2 separate regions of the Mus musculus genome follow, and region 2 is linked to region 1. A link is a contact called in public HiChIP or PLAC-seq data. All regions are on one chromosome and are shown on one strand. The core of a region is the stretch at or near the end of the contact, and the rest is flanking DNA. Distances in the headings are between cores, read along the strand shown. Region 1 holds the start of Kcnq1 (potassium voltage-gated channel, subfamily Q, member 1). Region 2 holds the start of Nap1l4 (nucleosome assembly protein 1-like 4).

Region 1 (2,635 bases), core at 86-2,585:
AAGCCTTTGATCCACCTGTTCTCGTATCCTTCCATCACTGCGATAAACACCAGGACCAAGAGCAGCTTGGGTGAGGAAAGGGTTTATTTCAGCTTACCAATTACAGCCCATCTTCAAAGGGGGGCCAGAGAAGGACCTCAACCAGGAACCTGGAGGCAGGCCTGCTCAATATTCTACATAGCACCAACTCCCATCAAAGAACTCATTCACAACCAAGGAAGTTGAGCAGAAAACCCAGAGGAGCGCTGCTTGCTTGTTTGTTTGTTCTCAGGCTCATGCCCAGCTACCTTTCTTATATAGCTTAGGCCCACCTGCCCAGGAAACAGACACGGCCCACAGTGGGCTGTGTCTTCCCACATCAACTAAGACAATCAAGACAATCTTCCTCAGACACACCCACAGTCTAATCCAATTTAGGCAGTCCTCCTACTGATTCCCTTCTCAGATGACCCTAGGCTGTGTCAAGTTGACAACTGAAGCTAACAGGACGGTATCTGAAAGTTATTCTTGTGAGTGGTGTGAGAGGTGGGTGTGGCGGATCACAGGAGAATGGGATTTTGGAATTGTCCTGGGATGCAGGTGCCCTTCCATCCCACACAAAGGCCAGTGTAGCAAGAGCCAGCTGCACAAACCTTCTGACTATCCTCACACCACCACGGGACATAAAGCTCCTTCTGTGTCACTCTGGAGAGGTACAAACTTAAAGGGAGTGTAAACATGTAAACGCTCAGGCAGCCCCGCGGGCGGTGTCTACCTGTAAAACCCGCAATCTAGCACTTGCCTTTGACCCCACTCTTAGTGAGCACCACTCTTGGTCTGTTCCCATCTCCTCCATCCCGCTGTCTTATGGGCTGCGATTAACTACTGGGAAGAGATTTTCGCATTCTCCGCCGCCAACAGAGGCTTCTGGACACCCAAGGGTGCTCAGTGTCCGCTGGGCTAACACTTCCTCATTCTGTGCCGGAAAGTGTCCATGCGTGGCCTGGGATGCCCTTTTCTGCCTCCCGCTCCCTCTCTAGGGTAGGTTCAGATAGCGAGAAAAAGGGTGCTTGTGATTCGTGGTGGTGGTATCTGCTGGTCCCAGGTTGGAGGACCCTAGAGCCAAGCAGGCGGGCGGTCCTCGGGGTGCGGGGAAGCACGTGCGCCCAGCAGGTGCGCCCAGCCCGGAACGCGGAGATAGCCTGACTTGGCTTGGCGGAGCAGGTAACCCGCTGGCTGAGCAAGGCCGCAGGTAGGCGCGCGGTGGCGCCCAGGGGCGGGGCGTCCTGGGGGCGGGACATGCCATCCCCGGGGACCAACCCCGCCCCCGCCCCCAGGCGGAGCAGACAGCGGCCCCCCGTGGCTGGGCTGGCAGCAGTGGCTACCCGCGCTGCGCCCTGCGCTCTGCGCTGCCTTCACCTCAGCTCCGAGGAGCAGCGGGGTCAGGGGTCCTGTCTGGCCATGGACACGGCCTCGTCCCCGCCCAGTGCTGAAAGGAAGCGCGCGGGTTGGAGCCGCCTGCTAGGCGCCCGGCGGGGCAGCGCGGTGGTCAAGAAGTGTCCCTTCTCACTGGAGCTGGCCGAAGGTGGCCCTGAGGGCAGCACGGTCTATGCGCCCATCGCGCCAACCGGAGCCCCCGGGCTCGCGCCCCCCATGTCGACCCCAGTGTCGCCCGCCCCGGCCCCTGCAGACCTCGGCCCACGTCCGCGGGTGAGCCTTGACCCGCGGGTCTCCATCTACAGTGCGCGCCGCCCGCTGCTGGCGCGCACCCACATCCAGGGCCGAGTCTACAACTTCCTCGAGCGCCCCACGGGTTGGAAGTGTTTCGTGTACCACTTCACCGTGTGAGTAACCTCCCTGCACGCACGACTCTTAGGGCTGGTGCCACTATGACCCTAGGGGAGGCAAGGAAGGGCTAATCACAGAAAGCAGAAACCAGACTGAGAGTCGGTCCCTTAAACTCAGGGACTCTGCTGTGGCTTGTGGAGGGGGACACTTGCAGTACACCAACCTAGGAGATCCCCCAGGGCATTCACTTGGGATAGAGGGACAGCGCTTAGATGTTAGTCTCTACAGGAGGAGTAAGCAAGCTGGAAGCCGACCTTTTGGTGTGGGTCAGTTGTGACAAGAGAGACTCAGGAGCCTCCAGGAGTGACTGGTGTCTGTGTGCAAGCCCATCCAGGCCTTGGCTGGTGTCTGTGTCTTAGGCACTCAGAGCAACAGGATAGATTAGCAGGTGCACTGGTGTTGCCCAAGATGTCCACAGGGAGTGCCCACAGCTTCAATAACCCAGGCTGATGAAAGCAGGCTTGATGCCCTGAGCGAGCCCAGTAGACATTGTCCGAGAACAGCACCTGCTTTAGGGAACAGGAGAGGGAGCTGAGCTGCACCTGGCCCTCACTGCTACCAGGTGGCTCTTATTCTCACAGGCTGCCTGAGAGGGGCAGGGCACTTCATTTTTCAAGGGCAGGGTCACAGAAAGTCATCTCCAGGAATGGGCTGGCTGCCCTCCTTGCTGCCTCCCCTGGCCACCTCGAGGCAGCACTTCCTGGCTGCCTAGTTTCTTGGTGCCCTGCCAGCCTCTGGCTCAGGATTCTACTCAACCGACCCCGCAGCTAATTGCTTTAGATGTTCCACTAGGTGACCTCCTTGTGGC
Region 2 (2,635 bases), core at 38-2,537, 440 kb after region 1:
TCTAGTCCTATCAAAGCCCTGCTTTCTCTGAATCTTACTGTTCATCTGAATATTTGTTTCAATACGTTATTTATTTAATAATAAACATTTATTATTAAAACTGAGCCAGATTAAATCTATTTGAATTTAGATGCAAGGTACCATCACACTTAACCTATCAGGGACTTAATTTGCAATACAGGTCGAATACTCCTATACCAAAAAAAAAAAAAAAAAAAGAAGAAGAAGAAAAGAAATCAGAACGTCCCAAAACCCACTTCTTTTCGAGCACATTTTGGATTTCCAGATTAGGTACGCTCATCTGTCAGACCTACAAATATTCCACAAACCGAACCACTTCAAAACCCAGGCGTTTCTTGCTAATGCACAGTCAGCCTGTTGCACCTACATCACGTACTATTGTGAATGAGTTAAGACACGTCAGGAGCTTAAAGGAGCCCCTGGTGTGTAGTAAGCGGAGATTAGTCACCGAGAGGAAGCAACTACTATGACAGGAAGGCGGCAGTAACTTAAAAGCATTTAACTTTTGGACCAAAAACTTAAACTTGAGTCTTTTTGCTGTGGAATATGCATATGCTCGTTACCGCAGCGCACGCGCCGGAAGCTACCGCGGAAATTCCTCCAAGAGGCAGCGAAGCAGAGTTGGAGGAAGTGCGGGCCAACTTGCCCCAAGGATACCCTCGGAAGAAGGGGTACTGCTGACGACCCTGAACCCGTTAGGGGCGCCCGGGTCTGAAGGCTCAGTGTGTGTCACTAGGCTGGCTCCGCCTCCACCGCAGGCTCAGAGAGTGAGGTCTGGCTCAGAGACCGGGGCACTGTGCGGAGAGCATGCAAAGCCCGGAAGGGCGAGGCGGCGGCCCAGTAGACCCCTTCCTTCCCAGGCGCGGTCTGAGACGAGGCGTACCCAGGCCCACCTCGCTGGGGAGGCCTTGTCCTCTCAAGGAACCGCCTGCGCCGCTTCGCGTGGGTTCTCGGGCGGCGGGAACAAAGCGCGCTGACCTTCAGCCGGGGGCGGGGCTGCACGGAGGAGGGACCGGCCCGCCATCCGCCGCCACCCGCCACCCGGACCTCTGACCCGGTCGCCGCCCGCCTCTGCTCGCCGCCATGGCGCGTCGGCCTGCCCGCGCCGCCCACTCCTCCCCGTCTCCGCCTCCTCCGCCCCAGTCCCTCGCCAGCCGCCCGCCGCGCCGTTACCCGCCAGCACCGCACCTCGCGCCTCCTGCGGCAGTGGCGCCTGTCCTAAGCTCGCTCCGGGGCTGCACCGCCGTGGTCGCCAACAAAACCACCTGCCATTGGCCGTATCGCCGGGCTCCACCCTCTGCGAGCAAAACGGGCGACGAATGGACAATAGAGCTGTTTATCAACTGCACCAGGCACTAGGAAAGGCGGTATCCAATCAAAATCTGTTGAGGGAGCACGGCGTCCAGCCTAAGCCCGCGAGCTATATGTAGTTAGAGTAGTGACGTGTGTTCCGGCGCACGCGCAGTTCGTGCTTCTTTAAAGGGGCTGCTGGGCGCGCGTGTAGGACTTTGGGCTTGTTACAACCTCTAGGGTTTGAGCTTCCTGGACCACATCGGCAACGCTCTTTCCAGATTACTTACAACTCCCTGCCTTCCCCCGGCCTGGGAAAAGCACCGCCTACTTCTCAAGGCCTTCTGACCCTCTGTCTACAGTGCCTGCCTGGCATGGGACTACCCTTCTGATAGAAAAGTTCAGCACATCTGTACTGGCTGGTTTTGTGTGTCAATTTGATACAAACTAGAGTTATCTGAAAGGAGGGAGCTTTGAGAAAATGCCTCCATAGGATCCAACTGTAAGGCATTTTCTCAATGATTGGTGGGAGAGGACCCAGCCCATTGTGGGTAGTACCACCCCTGGGCTTATTGGTGGTGTCTGTAAGAAAGCAAGCTGCACAAGCCAGTAAGCAGCACCCCTCCATGGCCTGTGCATCAGCTTCTGCCTCCAGGTTCCAGCCCTGCTTGAGTTCCTATCCTGACTTCCTTCAGTAATGAACAGCAATATAGACGTGTAAGCCAAATAAACCCTTTCCTCCCTAACTTGCTTTTTGGTCATGGTGTTTTCATTGAAGCAATAGACAACATCTGATAAGAATAAATAACTTGCTTGCAGATAATGTGTGTTTTCCTAACAAATTCTACGAACAGGGCAGTTGGAAACAAAGCTGGGTATGGTGCAACATGCATGCCTTCAATCCCAGTACTTCTGAGATAAGAGATACAGGTGACAGAATGAGCAGTTTGTCACTTCCAACTATGTAGCCAGTGTGGGGCCAGTCTGAGCAACATGCAACCCTGTCTGAAAAACAAAAACTTAAAATGAAGTGTGGTTACTGAAGGCCAGAAGGTCTACAGCATTGTTTTTCTGTATTACTTCTCTTTCATTCTTAAATTGGAACTATGTATAAACAGTTTCGCTTACAAAATTAAGGAAAGTAAATAAGCTCGTATGTTTTTACTTACATTTTTTTCTGACATACATTTTTTTTTCCTGACATTTTGATTGGTTAGTGGCTGGTTTTGCTTTTCCACGACAGGGTTTCTCTGTGTAGCCCTAGCTGTTCTGGAACTCGATCTGTAGACCAGGATGCCCTCAAACTCACAGAAATCCACCTGCC

Evidence for each region. HiChIP or PLAC-seq counts read pairs in DNA pulled down with a chosen protein or histone mark.
Region 2: a FOXA1 HiChIP or PLAC-seq map of pancreatic cancer cells shows a contact between it and region 1. The contact joins the promoter of Nap1l4 here to the promoter of Kcnq1 in region 1. A contact is called at or near these places in 4 of 39 promoter capture datasets (the 3T3-L1 cell line, cranial neural crest, embryonic stem cells and 1 more), 3 of 115 datasets of contacts at active chromatin or transcription factors (bone marrow-derived macrophages, pancreatic cancer cells and stem cell-derived neural progenitor cells) and 5 of 9 other capture datasets (adipose tissue, embryonic stem cells, liver and 2 more).

Annotation. Positions count from the first base shown.
Region 1 is chr7:143,105,919-143,108,553 of GRCm38.p6, forward strand. It overlaps Kcnq1 (potassium voltage-gated channel, subfamily Q, member 1), which reads left to right and starts at 1,336. Exons shown (of 16, transcript NM_008434.2): 1 at 1,336-1,823. The coding sequence starts at 1,441.
Region 2 is chr7:143,547,833-143,550,467 of GRCm38.p6, forward strand. It overlaps Nap1l4 (nucleosome assembly protein 1-like 4), which reads right to left and starts at 1,288. Exons shown (of 16, transcript NM_008672.3): 1 at 1,210-1,288.